Linked DNA regions of Mus musculus: region 1 is linked to region 2. The links are chromatin contacts, called in public promoter capture Hi-C maps. All regions are on one chromosome and are shown on one strand. The core of a region is the stretch at or near the end of the contact, and the rest is flanking DNA. Distances in the headings are between cores, read along the strand shown. Region 1 holds the start of Grin2a (glutamate receptor, ionotropic, NMDA2A (epsilon 1)). Region 2 has its middle 79 kb from the start of Gm41418.

Region 1 (6,519 bases), core at 3,279-5,778, 630 kb after region 2:
TCCTAACATCCTATTCAGCCGGCAAACCTCTTCTCCAAGCCAGTGCCCCAAAGAAAGCCAAGAAAGTCAGACACATTTTCTCTCATCTCTGAAAGTCAACTTCCATACTAAGATCCATCTTCCAAAACTTTCCATTTGAAAATCTTCGGAAGCCCTGTAGTGACTTCGTCAGCCCACGTAAGAGCTACAGAAGGGAACCTCCAGGCTCTCCAACATCCTGGGCCTGGAGTTACTTCTCTGCACACATTCCTCTCCCTAGAGCAGAGTTTCGCCCACATGCCTCTAGCCCTAGGGCTCTTGGTCTCCCACCTCCACTCCTTAAGTCTAGGCTAGCACAAATCTGTCCGCTTTCGCGTTTTTTTTTTTTTCTAAAAACCTCAATACCCATCTTTAGGTTTTGTTTGTTTAAGTAGTAGCAGGTTTAATCACTTTACCGAAGAGAGAAAAGTGGAGATTCTGGTAAACCTGGCACTGTAGGAATGGGGCCATATTGACCCGAGTGTTCCCACACTTGTCTTTGAGCTCCTTGAAAACATCCAAACATTCCATCACCACCCACTGGCCTACTGTTGTGTTTTCTGTCCTCATCCTGGAACACCAAGGAGCATCTGAGTACCCCATCTTCAAAACCAAAAGCAAAGGGTTTCCATCATGTCTGGGTCAGACAGACACCGAGCAATTCTCACAAAGGTCAGAGGCCACTTAACCTGCTTTCGAATTGAGTATATGTGTACAACTGAATAGGAGATGTACCCCACCCCACCCCCGCGAGGTGGCTGCCATTTGTAGAACAACCCCTCCAGGACCCTGGCAGTCCATCTCCTCCTGGCCTTACCTTGTCAGCCATGATCATAGATGCACCCCCATGAATGCCCAAGATGGGGATGAAAGTCTGTGAGGAGATAAAATCCAGCATCTGAGCCACAGCCTCTTGGTCCGTATCATCTCCAAACACCAAGCCATGGATGCGCGCCCCGGACATGAGGTCGCACACATGCGTGATGAGGCTCTTAGGGTCAGTGCGGTTCATCAATAACGCCACCACGTTCACATCCAGGGGCAAGCCGGTTGCCTGCTCCGGGCCCCACAGATTTCGAAGTTCGCGTTCTGTCACGTCGTGGCTGTGACCCAGCAGCACCGCAATGTTCAGCGCTGGAGTACCCTTCTCCGCCGCCGCGTTCTGCGCCGGACCGTGCCAGACCAGAAGGGCCGGCAATACCAGCAAGGTCCAGTAGCCCAGTCTGCCCATGGTCGCCACTTAGGGTCCCTGTAAGGTGGAGGAGAGCGAGAGGCAGGTGGTGGTCAGTGAGGGGCCCAGGAAACAGGATAGACTGCCCCTGCACCCGCTCTGAGAGTCGAATGTGAAACCCGACACCAGCTCTGACTGTTTTTGTCACTCTTTAGAATACTCATCCTTGATGCCATCCACATTCTTCGACCCATGTCCATCTCCACGTATCAGTCCAAGCCGAGCTATTTTGCCATCCCTGTCCCCAAGCCCATCCTGGCATCCTCCTTCCTTCTCTCTTGTCTCCAGCTGACTCCCTCAATCCCATCTGGGTCCAAATTCCACACAAGATTCCCCAAATTTGACGCAGACAACAGCTCCTAGGCTCCCAGAGAGCCATGAACCCCACTACCACCCACAATCAGAAGCCCAGGCCAAGCCCTCTTTGCAACCCTCTCTCTCCGCAAGTGCGTGGACCAAGTTATCGACCCCGCCCCCTGCTCAGGAGCAGCGAACTCCGGACTAGCCCTAGCGTGAGAGGCGGTGCCTGCATACTGCAGCCTGAGTCTGTGGCGAGCCTACAGGGTTAACTGACCCCACCCCCTGGGAGCTCGCCCAGTGCGCCACGGAGCTCGCCCAGTGCGCCACAGACCTTGCTCCTTTAGTGGCACCCACCAGCTGCAGATCCCGCACCCCCCCCCCATGCGAGGGTTACAACAAGCGCTTGAAAGTGTAGGTGCTCTTTGTGACCCCGGGCTCTCAGGTGCACAGGGGAACTTGAGGCCGGACTCCCCACCACTACCTTGCTGGGAGAAGCTCTATGTCAAGCCTCCCTGGACCCGCCCCCTACACACGGGTACGCACAAGCAACATACAATCTCATGCCGTGTGAAATGCTGAATTCTGGAGAGTAGGAGCTCTGCCTTCCACCCCCACCCTAACACCCCGCAAGTGGGCCAGCGCGTGGGAGCTGGCAAAGAACGTGCGGGGGTGGGGGTAGGCTCCCAAAAAGCTCTCAGATAGATGAGGAGTGTGCATCCCCTCCTCAGTCTTTCCACTGCAGACCCTGGAGCCAAATCTTAGATGCACGTGGGCAGTGGGCTGCACACGCTAACAGACACGCGCGCTTTTCTGCGCATATCCCCAGGCCGCCTTAGAGATGCCCACGGCCAGCTGGAGCCTTCAAACGTCCTCAGACGGTGTGCACACAAGCACTGTGCCAGGTGCACAACAGTGCTTGCCTGAAAATGCCTGTACGGTCGTGCACGCGTGTACAAGCGCGCGCCCTTCGGCTCGGGTGTTGTTGCACCCCGGGGGAAGTTGGGGCAAACTCCAGCCTTGGCTTTTTAGGGTGAGCAAGGTGGAGTGCAGGGCCGCAGCGCCACCTGGTGCTCCTCCAACGCCTCGCCATTGGGCTCTCCCTCTCCAGTTTTCTCTCCCTCGCTCTTTTCCCCCCATCTCCCTACTGAACCCTCTCCTCTCTCTTCACCGGTTGAGCCTATATCCTCCCAGGCCCGGGAAGTCCGTATCACCAACTAGGACGTACCTGTAGCCGGAGAAGGTGGAGGATGCAATGGGGCGTGCTGCGCGCACGAGCATCTCGGCCGCCTCAGCAGCCACCAGGTTTAGCGGGTTCCCGCATGCTGCGGCCCCTGCGTGCTCCCCTGGCTGTCCCGCGCTGTCCGCATCACCCCCACGGGGGGCGGCTATCCCAGCCGGAGGCTCTGCAGCAGGGCTCTAACCGGGGCGGAGGAGAGATGGAGAGGCAGGGTCAGCCCACCAGTGCTAAGGGAAGGTGGGGGGAGGGATGCAGTCTGCAGTGCTCACAGCCCCCTTATGCACCCTGGGGGCTCGACCAGAGAGGGAGCTGGAGCTTGGTGCCTATGACACCCTCGGTGCGGGTCTTCACTTCCTGTGGCTGATAACCAGAGCTCCTTTCAGGGACGCACCGGAGAGTGGAAGCCCCAGGTTGGCCACCCACGAGAAGCTTAGTGGGAACCTCCACCCTCACCCCCTACCACCACCTCGGCGCCCGGCTACTGGGAGTTGTGCGACCAGGAGCTGCTGAGCCTGGGGTGGGGGGTGGGGGGCAGGAAAGGAGGGGGCGCTGGCTGAGTTTGCTATGAGCCGGGAGGAGAAGAGGGGGAGGGAAGGACGCGGGCTCCCGCGGTCCCGGATCCCCGAGGGAGGTGTGATCACTCCCACGTAGCGACCCTCTTGTGCGTCCTGCCGCCCCCTCCTATCCATACCTTCCCCCCACCAGCTTCTCACAGGGCCCTCCCAGGCTCGGCGTCCCGCGCCAGCACTCACCGCAGCCTCTCTCCACATAGTTCTCAGCAGTGGCCACCCCTGGTCATCTCCAGGGCTGATTGCTGCCGCCGCGACTCTCAGAGCTCATCCGGCCCCATGCTCAGGCACAGCACCCCAGGAGCCTCTCTCCTAGAGCCCTGGCTCAGCTTTATGCTCCACTCCGGACAGCGGCTGCCAGGTCCTCTGAGCGCGCCTGGACACCCTCTCCGCAGTCCTGCTCCTGCTTGGCGTGCGTGAGTGTGTGAGTGTGTGTGTGTGAGTGAGTGTGGGAGCGCGCGCGCGCGTGTGGCCGGGGATCCCCGCGGTCCCTGGCGGAGAAGGGCGCAGGCAGAGGACCGCAGCTCCCTCCTGGCCCTTTCGCTGAAGGGCCAGCTCCGAGCTGGGCGTTCGGTTCCTCACTTGGTCAGCGGGAGCCCAGGAAAGAGCCTGGCCACCGCGGTTCACAACACTGGAGAAGCCAGGATCCTAGGGCACGCTTCTGCTGCGGTCGCCTAGGAGGATAGAGGAAAGCAGAGGCGCCCACCACAGCAACTTAGGACTTGTTCTCAGCCAGCGAGACGCAACGCAGCAACCCCCGCGCAATCCGACGTTGTTTGGAGCTCTGGTCCGCCTGCAGCCGCCCACCCCGGAGGCGGGCCAAGGCAGACCCCGCAGTCCCTAGGCGGCGACGCGGAGCGCGGCCACCCTCTTCTGGAGCGCACGGCGGCAGCGGAACAAGGCCGACCTAGGTGTCTGGCTGGTGACGGGGGGAGCTTGCGGTGGCGCGCAACCTTGGTGCTGAAACCACGCTCTCCGCCCGCTCCCGGGCGTCTGGTGCTGCTGAAGAATCAATTATTCAGATCTCTGCTACGGATTCCTCCTCCTCCAGTGCCTGGCGCTGGGTGCAGCAATCTCTGTTCCACGCAAGGCACGCCGACACGCACACACCCGCCCAGGATGCTTCTCTCAATGCCTCACCACCCTGATATGGGAACCCACTCTGATGTCAGAGAGCCGGGAGCTTAAAATCAGAAACATATATACTCTCTCCAAGCACAGACACGCGTGCGCGCGCGCATACACACACATACACACACAGACGCGCACCCACAGACACACATACACACTTGCTGCTTCCTTCTCTAAGTTGTTCGAGACAAAACGTAACCCTGTGGTTGCCTCTTCTAAGTCACCAGAACGGATAAGCCAAGAGCCTGGGGCTAACTGGCTGTGAAAACTGACTGGCTCCAATTCTAGCAGCTGGGCATGAGGCTCCTTGTTAGATGTCTACATTTGACCTTTGTACGGTCAGTCACTTGAATCCCAACACCTGTCTCTGCCTTTCTTCCCTTCCCTTGATGCCTCATGTCACCTGGATGTTTATGCTCCAAATGCATATGTTAAAATCCTAAGTATTAAGAGTACTGGCCTCCACAGTGATTAAGTCATAAGAATAGAATTGCATCCGGATCTTTATTTAAAAAAAAAAAAAAAAATCTCAGAGAGCTAGCCAGCTAGCCGGCTAGCCAGCTCCTAGCCCAGCCAGAAGCTGCCCCTAACAAACACAGAGCCTACTTCACCTTGTTCAGAGAACCAACTGTAAGAAACTTCTTGGACTCCTATACTGAGTAGTAGCTTTTGTTATTGCAGGTCTGCCAAACTCAGGAGTCACCCTCCTCCTTTAATGACTGATAATCTGAAAAAGCAGGCGAGCAACAGCAGTAAAAATAAATAAATAAATAAATAAATAAATAAATAAATAAATGCCATTTCTCAGGGTTATTTTGCAATAAAAAGACAATGGTCAAAGATTTAACAAAACCTGACACGTAGTAGGTACCCAAGAAAAAATGAGAGCCCTCTAAAGTAACTCATCCAGGGGGGATCGATATGGCTACAGAAAGGAGCCCCTGGTCCTGGAGACCCGTGGGTTTATTGTGGAGCTGATGTTGTGTGTGGAATACCCTGGGGTTTTACACAAAAGAAAACAAGGAAGCAGACAGAATCTGGACGGTAAAGGAAAAGGGGATGGGGGTGGGCAATGTGATACAACAGAGGCAGAAACTGGAGCAATGGTCCATTTACTGGGGCTGTGAATGGGCTGGACTGAGCCGGGCTAAGCTGGGCCTCTCTCTTGCATGGATATCATGCAAGACTCTGACCTGAGAACTTGAGAATGTTACACTGCCTTAGCTCAGATAAATGCACACCTGCAGCCCCAGCTACTAAGGAGGCTGTGCAGCCTAGGCAGAGCAAGCCCCATCTTTAAAAGCTATCTAGAGAACAAGCAAAGGCCTGAAACATAAATCATAAAGAATGAACACAGTGGGAAAACCAGGCCTAGTGGTGTGGCCAATGTGGCGACCGGGGTGGGGAAATCAAGTGCAGGGTACCCACGGGCAGCAGAGTGAGTTCAAGGCCAGCATGGGCAATTTATTGAGACCTTGCCTCAGAGTGAAAAGTGAAACCAAGGCTAAAGAGGGGGCTCCAGTGGCAGAAACTGTAATCTTGACTTCAAATGCCACATAGTAGCTGTGTTCCTTCTGTTGGCTGCACACAAATGCAACTCAGTGGTCACTGCATTGTTCACTGGCTTGTTCTCTAATGACAATGGATGGCTCAGAGTCTCACCCTTCTCTCTTCAAGTGCCTGGAGAAAAAACAAAAGCCTTTTTTATTCTCTTCTCTTCTTTTCTTTTCTTTCTTTCTTTTCTTTTTTTTCTTTCTTTTTCTTTCCTTCTTTCTTTCTTTCTTTCTTTTTGTACTTTTAAAAAGATTTATTTATGGGAAGAGAGTGTCACATGCCATGCCATGTGGAGGTCACAGGGCAATTTTCAGAAATCATTTGCTCCTTGCACCTTGCCGAGGCGGGGTCTGTCTTGTACTGTGCTGCTGTGTATCTTAGTCTGGCTGTCAGCTAAGCTTCCAGGGGCTACTTTTGTGTCTGCCTCCCATCTCACAGGAAAAGTGTTAATATTCCAGGTTCATACCACCATATCTGCC
Region 2 (7,359 bases), core at 4,433-6,932:
CAGGGAGAATCTGGGAGGTCCTCCCTGCTTCCTTACAGAGGGAGAATCTGGGAGGTCCTCCCTGCTTCCTTACAGAGAGAGAATCTGGGAGGTCCTCCCTGCTTCCTTACACAGGGAGAATCTGGGAGGTCCTCCCTGCTTCCTTACACAGGGAGAATCTGGAAGGACCTCCCTGCCTTGTGTGTTCAAAGTGACAATTTTACACTGAGGATGGGGGTGTGTGGACGAGAAAGACTAAGGGAAGGTGCACACCATGACCATATCTTCTAGGCACCAACTTTTTCTTTTCTGTTAAGATATAGAAGCATAACAAAGAGTCAAGGGCATACCTCTGATACAGCTTTTCTTGTTAAAACATTTTTTACTATGGTAAATATGCATCATGGCATACATTAATTATGTTTTGCAATTACTTATTGTGCTATTACAGAATATATGTGATCTAATCTGCTGTTTTAACCATCTCTAAATGTGAAGTTCAAGGGCATTAATTACAATCACAATGTTACAAAATTGTTATGTCTGATTTTCCAAACATTTTTGTCATCCCAAATAGACAAACTGTAACTCTTACAGCTTGGTTGGATGTTCACATATGCATAGAGCCCAAATCTAGAGCAAAATTAAGCATTTTTTGATTTCCAACACATTACCTTGAATGTCTTCTCAGATATATCCCTGTGCTAGTCAGATTTCTCTTAAAAAAAAAAACAAGAAAAACAAACAAAAACAAAAACAAAAACAAAACAGAACCAATAGGATGGGGGAGGGGAGAGAGAAAGTTAAAAGGAGGTTTGTTAGATTGTGTCAGGTTGACTTACCCCCAGGAGGCTGAAGGTCTCAACAGTCCCTATCCAGTGCTGAAGGCCTGGAGGATGTCTGGAGAGCCGCTGGTCTTCCATCCACACTGGAATGCTCAAGACGTTGTGTTAAAATACTTTTTAAATCCGTTTTCCCTCTCCAGTCTTAGCTTCCAGAATGATGACGCTGAAATTAATTATTTATTATTAAATGAGTTAGCCATTTGGCTCATTCCCAGACTAGCTGGTAACTTATTTTACCCATTCAAGCTATTCTATGTCTACCATTTGGTTACCTACCTCCTCAGTTCCCTCCCCCTTTTTCCCTTGAATCTCCTCTGATTCTCCCTCAGCCTCTCTCTGAGTTCATCTACCATCTGGTTTACATCTGTCTCCTCTGTGTTCTCTTGAATCTCACTATTTCCCAGAATCCTCTTTCTTCCTGCCAGTGTGCCGGCCCCTATTTCCTACTTCAACTCATTGGCTGTCAGCTTTTTTATTGACAGGTTGTGCTTATGAGAGATTCTCTCTACAAAGTTGGTTCTAGTATTTGCCAAGGACCGGAGCTATAACAGGATAGATAAACTTGGCAAGTGGAGTGAGGTGAACAATTGAAAAGCTATGTCTCCATCATTTTGGGGTGGGTCTTCCTAGTTCAAATAATCTGACAAAGAAAATCCCTCACGGGTGTGCCCAGAGCTTGAGTGTTAGTTGATTCCTGATGCAGTCACATGGGCAGTCACTATAAACTCTCTGGAGTTATAACACTATAGTGTGATTTTAAAAAATTAGATTCCTTTTTAAAGCACTTCTTTGAATCAGTGCTAGCCATGCCTCTAAAAAAGAAAAGAGCAGGCCTGATTGTTTGAGAGGCAGGTGTGCACACATGTATGCACATGTGGAAGAACATGTAGGCTCATGCCTCTCGATTATTTGTATGTTCACGTGTGTGCACATAGAGATCAGAGGACAGATTCAGGTATCATCCTTATTTATTTATTTATTTATTTATTTATTTATTTATTTATGTATTGGCAGATTTCTCACAGTCCTGGAATGCACCAAGAAGGCTAGGCTGGCTAGCCAGGAGCCCCAGGGACGCATCTGTTTCTAACGTCAAGCCGCCACTATGCTTGCCTTTCTAGAAACGTGGGTTCTTGGGCATTGAACTCAGGTCTTCATGCTGACTCACCCCATCAGTCTGCATAGTTCCTTCTTAAATAGCTTCGATTAAATGATTTGCTGAGATCCTGTGATTAGTCATCTGTGTAACTTCAGATTTTATTGGTGATAGCCTATCAAAACGAGTAATTGAAGTGGAAACTTCTTGAATTTTGGGGAAGTCAGTTATGTCAGATGATGTTTTGCTGCGGAACATAGGTGGAAGGATGCTTTGCTAAAGCAAACATGTGAATAGTCGTGTGATGAAGAAATGTAAATTTGATGCCACAGACAGTGAGAGCTGAAGCATTGCTTTGCTTTGCTTTGCCTTGCTACCCTTCTCTAATGATATACATGCAGTAGTTCACCTTACATTGCGTTGCTGAGCTCCACTTGTGCTGACGCCTTACAGAGAAACCAAAGCCAAAGAACTTCCTGTGAGGTTCCTGCTGCTTCTTTCTTCTTCCAAGGCCTCGGGCTGGTTGGTTTCTTCTGCATTGAACTGCCCTTGCTGGTCAGTGTGTGGTGACTGACAGGCGGACTGGACTGCAGCTGCTGATTTGTGTTTGGTGTTTGCTACTGGACTGAGCTGCTGATATCCTGACCATGAAGATTGGACTCATCCCCAAAGAACTATTTCTAAACAGGTCTACTCCCCTCATATCCTAATAACTCTTCTTTTCCACTATGTCTGGTGGGTGGTGAGCTAGAGGAGAGGCTAAACCCTTATTAAAGTAGGTTGCAAAAACATATGCCTACAAGCAATAGTGGTCCTTATTATTGCAGTGATTGGTATTTAGATAAGTCACATGACCACCATCCACCCCAAGAAGTTGCAGAGCTTCCAAGTGGCAGAGATATGAACAAAGATTTAAGAGGCTCTTAAAGAGTCTGGATTGCTTCCGTAATGTGTTCAGCATCCACAATGCTGCAAGATGGATGCGTTTAGGCCCATTTCATACATGAAGAAACACAAACACTTGTTGAAATCTTCATGACTAGTGGACCAGGCCAGCGCTCCAATGCAGGCTTCCCATTCTACGATGGCTACTGCTTCATACTTCATTAGGAGTAGTATGAAATCTATATCAAGGGCTGGTGAGATGGCTTGGTGTGTAAAGGTACTCACCTCTAGCCTGACAACCTCAGTTTAATTTCTGGGACCCATGTGATGGAAAGAGAAAACTGATGCCCGCTAGTTGTCTTCAGAACTCCACATGTGCCTGGTTCCTTGCATATTAAGTAAATAAAAAATGTAAATATCTGTATCCCTCTGTGATATGATAAGAGCTGGCTTTGTGCCAACCCCGAAGGGACCGTCCATCCACCAGAAAGTTCTGCCTTGCACAGAGATGGAATGGTCTCTTTGCAACTTTACCCAGTTACTTCCAGTACTTAGCATTTAATTACCTCTTGTCTTCTATTACTCTCTAATTGTCTCTTACGACTCCTCCCTTCTTCCTGGCTTCCTTGCCAACATCTCCAGGGCAGAGATCAAATCTTATAGGCTCAACGCCTCCTGAAGCAGTAAAGTAAGAGCTTATTAGATAAATACTTGTTGGTTGAAAGTTATTACAAGAATTTCTCCTCAGGGTGTCATCCAAGGTATGTGGGAAACTGTGTAGAAAGGTCACCAATTTAAATGCGATTTGGATACTTTTAAATAGACAGAGTAGTCAATACTCAGAAACTTTATTCCTCAATGATACAGCTGTCCTAATTGCTATTATTGCCTGTGTGCTTGTGTGTATGCATGTGTGTGCGTGTCTGAGTCTGTGTATGAGTGTATGTATGCAAGTGTGTGTGTATCTGTATGTGAGTGCCTGTGTGTGTGTCTGAGTCTGTGTCTGAGTATGACCGTGTGTGTGTGTGTGTGTGTGTGTGTGTGTGTGTGTGTGTGTGTATGTGTGTGGTGCATACACATCAGCCTGTAATACCCGCTCATGCAAACATGCAGAGGCTCATGCCGACATCATATTTAAAATGGACACATTTAAATTACAAACCCTTGGCTGATTGTCCTGAGACAGGGTCTTTCACTAAACTGGAAGCTCAAAGTTTTGGTTAGGCTGGTTGGCCAGTGAAATACTGGGATATGCCTGTCTCTGCCTTTAAATTACTGGGCTTAAAGGCACAGCTTGCACAGTCATCTTCCCAGCCCAAAGATGTCAACTCTGCAAGTCTTTCTTCTTCAGAACTGTGTGGATGCCAAACCAGAAATGAGGGCATAAAGTGAATAATAGAGTCAAGGCTGCATGAAGGAAGGCCAGGGTGAGCTTGCATGCCTGAAATTTTATTGGCTTCAAAGGGCACTGTTCCCAAAGCCTGTTTCTGCTCTCAGATAAAACCACTCACCCATATTTCCCTTACTGTAGTGCCTTCTGTTATGCTTTCCCAACTAGAATTTAGGCAGCGTTCATTTCATAGCTAGCAACTGAACCCTACTCAAGGCAGTACAAACAAAGAGTGGAAACTTGAATCTATTGCACTGTGTGTGCACAGTCTGGGTTCTCCAGAAACCTTGATCTGGAGATTGCTATGGTGTAATGAGATGTGTATGATGTCCGGAGAGATGATGAGATTGTTTCTTTCCCCTCCTCTGCTCACAGCCCCAGCTGAGAGAACCCCAATGGCTCAAAGGATGAAGCCAACTTCTCAATCCCTTTAGGTTAGAAGAAACATGCAGACAGCTAGGTCTGAGATGAGCTCCATACAAATGAGGGAATAGAGAGAAGGAGAGAAATGTCTGAAGGCCATCAGTCCAGCAAGGGCAGATACAAATTATGGTGCCCACGGCCAGTTAACCCTGTGTTATGAATCAGCCTCTTTCAAGGCTGGAGCTCTTGATGGCAGCATGTTGGGTGATTCCTCATGGAATCTGGAACTGAATCCTTAAAGGAGGAGCAAGAGGAAACTTTCAAGCTGCTTTACTTCTCACCTGTTTATTGAGCAGCAATAACACAAAGATCAAAGGAGACACCCACCGCTTACCATAGGACTTGATGCTACCATGGGCAGACTTCACAGAAATGACCGTGGCAGAGATTGGCTGAGACTGCTTGATGTGTTCTCAGCTTTGAGCATGAGGCACAATAGGAATGAGGGAACAACCTTACAGTCTGCTCACAGAATCCCTTTCTACATCTTCACAGCAACTTCTGATGTCAGAGGATACCACGTGACCCTATTCTATATGAAGGGAGTCAAGAAGCCAAAGGCACCATACACACTGTCCCGAATACCCACGTGCTTTCACATAGAACCCATGTTCTGTGAAGTTACAACTTGTTTGAATGAAGGGAAACAATTTCTTAGGAGAAAGAAATTGTTCAGACACCAAAGATGGAACTTGGAGTCTAAGTTACTTGATATCTCATGAGGGACTGTCATACAAAGCCTGAGGCTGAGTCTGGACTCACTGTTCAAGTTCATATTTCCTATTCAATGCTCGTCCTCAGGACCCCTAGGTGTTTCCTTCTACACTGAAGCCCCACCTCCACCATAGAGCCATGTAATTGGCCACTGAATAGTGACTCTTGCAAGCAGGCCCATAGCTACTGGCAGCAGAAGGCCCAGAGGCAGGATAAGACAGCTGGTGCTCTCCTCAACAAAGCCTTGATGTCCTGCCCCACAAATGCCAACCTCCTTTTTCCAGAAGGTATTTCTGTCCCCTCAATCACTCATCATAACCCTGTTCCAGACGCTGGGTGGTGCTTGGCTGAGTGTGGGTGGCAGCCGGGATCTGGCCTACTTTGCTCATGTAATAGCCAGAGACTGTTCTGCTAGTGAGATCTAGCTGTCCCCAGAAACATGGTCCCAACTGTTAAAAATGGTAATCTCAGTGCCTACAGTCAGGAGGCACATCAGATTATTTCTTAAGCTTATTAAATAAATGAACCAACAAATCCAATCAGGTGAAAGATCTTTTAGGCTCTCAAAGGGCTAGCAAGTGATTTAACTGGAGCGCCACCTCCAAGGTAGGTTCGTTCTCTCTCCTCCTGAAGAGTAAAACAACACTTTCTGTTTACAGTGTTCCATGCACCTTGCCTGAGTTTACTGTCATGCTTAACCATTTGATGGCGTTCCTTCAAACTACATATATGTTGCTCACTTCATGGTAAAGCTGAGGCTCAGGAAGAAGGACAGCCTGGACTCCATTTTGAGGGAAATGGGGAAGGATTTGTTGATGGCTCATGATGTGAGAGAAAAAGGCAGGCCAAAAATGAGGCCAGTAGTTTTTGTCTAATCAGCTTGGCGAAGTTGCTAGTGACTAAGATAGCAGGACAGTTGGCCAATGCAGGTCCTGAGCTGAGTGCAGTTAAGTGTTTAACTCTGTACCTTTGCAGTCAGAGGGAAGATGCTGAGAGGCAATTAAATAGGAAAAGAGGATGCTAGAGAGAAGAGTAGGAATTATGGCCATAGTGATGGAATTAAAGGCCCAGAGGCTGGAAATCACTGGAGAAACTGGATCTAGAGAAGAGAATGAGTTAGAGACCATCTAGGGCACAGAGACAGGAAGACAAGAAGCAGCTGAGAAGCTGCAGGAGGGTACATGAGGGTGGTATTTCAAGAGGGAGAGACAGAGTAGAGCCAGTGCTCCAGCTGACCCATGGCAGGTTAAACAGAGATCATCTGCTTTAGCCCACAGGATGTTATGGCTGACCTTGACAAAGACACCTTCATGAGGTGGTGGGGAAGACAGCTGGTGAGAATGGGAACACAATTGGAGAGGATTATTTTTACATGTGGACAGGAAAGGAGAGCAAAGTACGGGACTGTAGCTGGACAGAGCACGTGTGACTGTTCTGAGTGAATTTTATAGCTTGATTGTATCCTGAAGGAAATTATGTCTGACACAAGAACAGAACAACAACAGCCGCAGTGACTGCAGGCCTGTGTACCTGGGTTGGCTGGAGCGTGGGAAGCACACAGGACAGAGCATCCAGGCTTAGAGCGCTCCCTGCGTTTGCTGAGTGGACTCTCTTCCCAGATGACATGCTCTTGATTTCCTTCCTCCGACTTCCCCGAGAAGGCTGCTGCCTGGAAGAACAAAGCCCAGGAAGCAACGCTTGCTATTTCTGCTTTGATAACCATGAATTAGAGAGAAGAGAGAAACAAGAGGTGACGGGGACTTTGTCGGAGCTGCCGAATTTAGGTGTGTGAGTGCTGAGCACACTTGCAACATCACCTTGCTGGGAGGTTTTCAAGGTTAGGAGCCTTTCTGTAAGGGACAGAACTACAGAAACATACTTGGGGATGCCATCTAAGACATTTAGCTTAAGGAAGCTGAGCTGGCGTCTTTTTAGCCCCCCAGCAAATATCAACAGAGGCTGAGAGAGGAGAAATTAAAATTAGATAATAAAAAGGAACAAGAGATGCTCTGAAGAGGGTGAGGCAA

Evidence for each region. Promoter capture Hi-C pulls out the DNA fragments that hold promoters and counts their contacts.
Region 1: a promoter capture Hi-C map of hippocampal neurons shows a contact between it and region 2, with 8 times the contacts expected there. The contact joins the promoter of Grin2a here to the enhancer-like site in region 2. A contact is called at or near these places in 4 of 39 promoter capture datasets (hippocampal neurons, liver and stem cell-derived epiblast-like cells), 1 of 484 Hi-C or Micro-C datasets (embryonic stem cells), 6 of 115 datasets of contacts at active chromatin or transcription factors (embryonic forebrain, embryonic stem cells and forebrain) and 1 of 9 other capture datasets (adipose tissue).

Annotation. Positions count from the first base shown.
Region 1 is chr16:9,991,285-9,997,803 of GRCm38.p6, forward strand. It overlaps Grin2a (glutamate receptor, ionotropic, NMDA2A (epsilon 1)), which reads right to left and starts at 4,529. Exons shown (of 14, transcript NM_008170.4): 1 at 3,539-4,529; 2 at 2,775-2,965; 3 at 836-1,267. The coding sequence starts at 1,249. It overlaps Gm30668 (a long non-coding RNA gene), which reads right to left. Exons shown (of 3, transcript XR_384651.2): 3 at 5,925-6,166.
Region 2 is chr16:9,355,374-9,362,732 of GRCm38.p6, forward strand. No RefSeq gene overlaps it. Among named protein-coding and RNA genes, the nearest start is that of Gm41418, 79 kb to the left of the region's middle. Within about 2 kb of position 5,683, at least 13 of the 459 cell types and tissues checked have an H3K27ac peak or open chromatin away from gene starts, as enhancers often do. A contact at or near this core is called in hippocampal neurons, where this site is marked.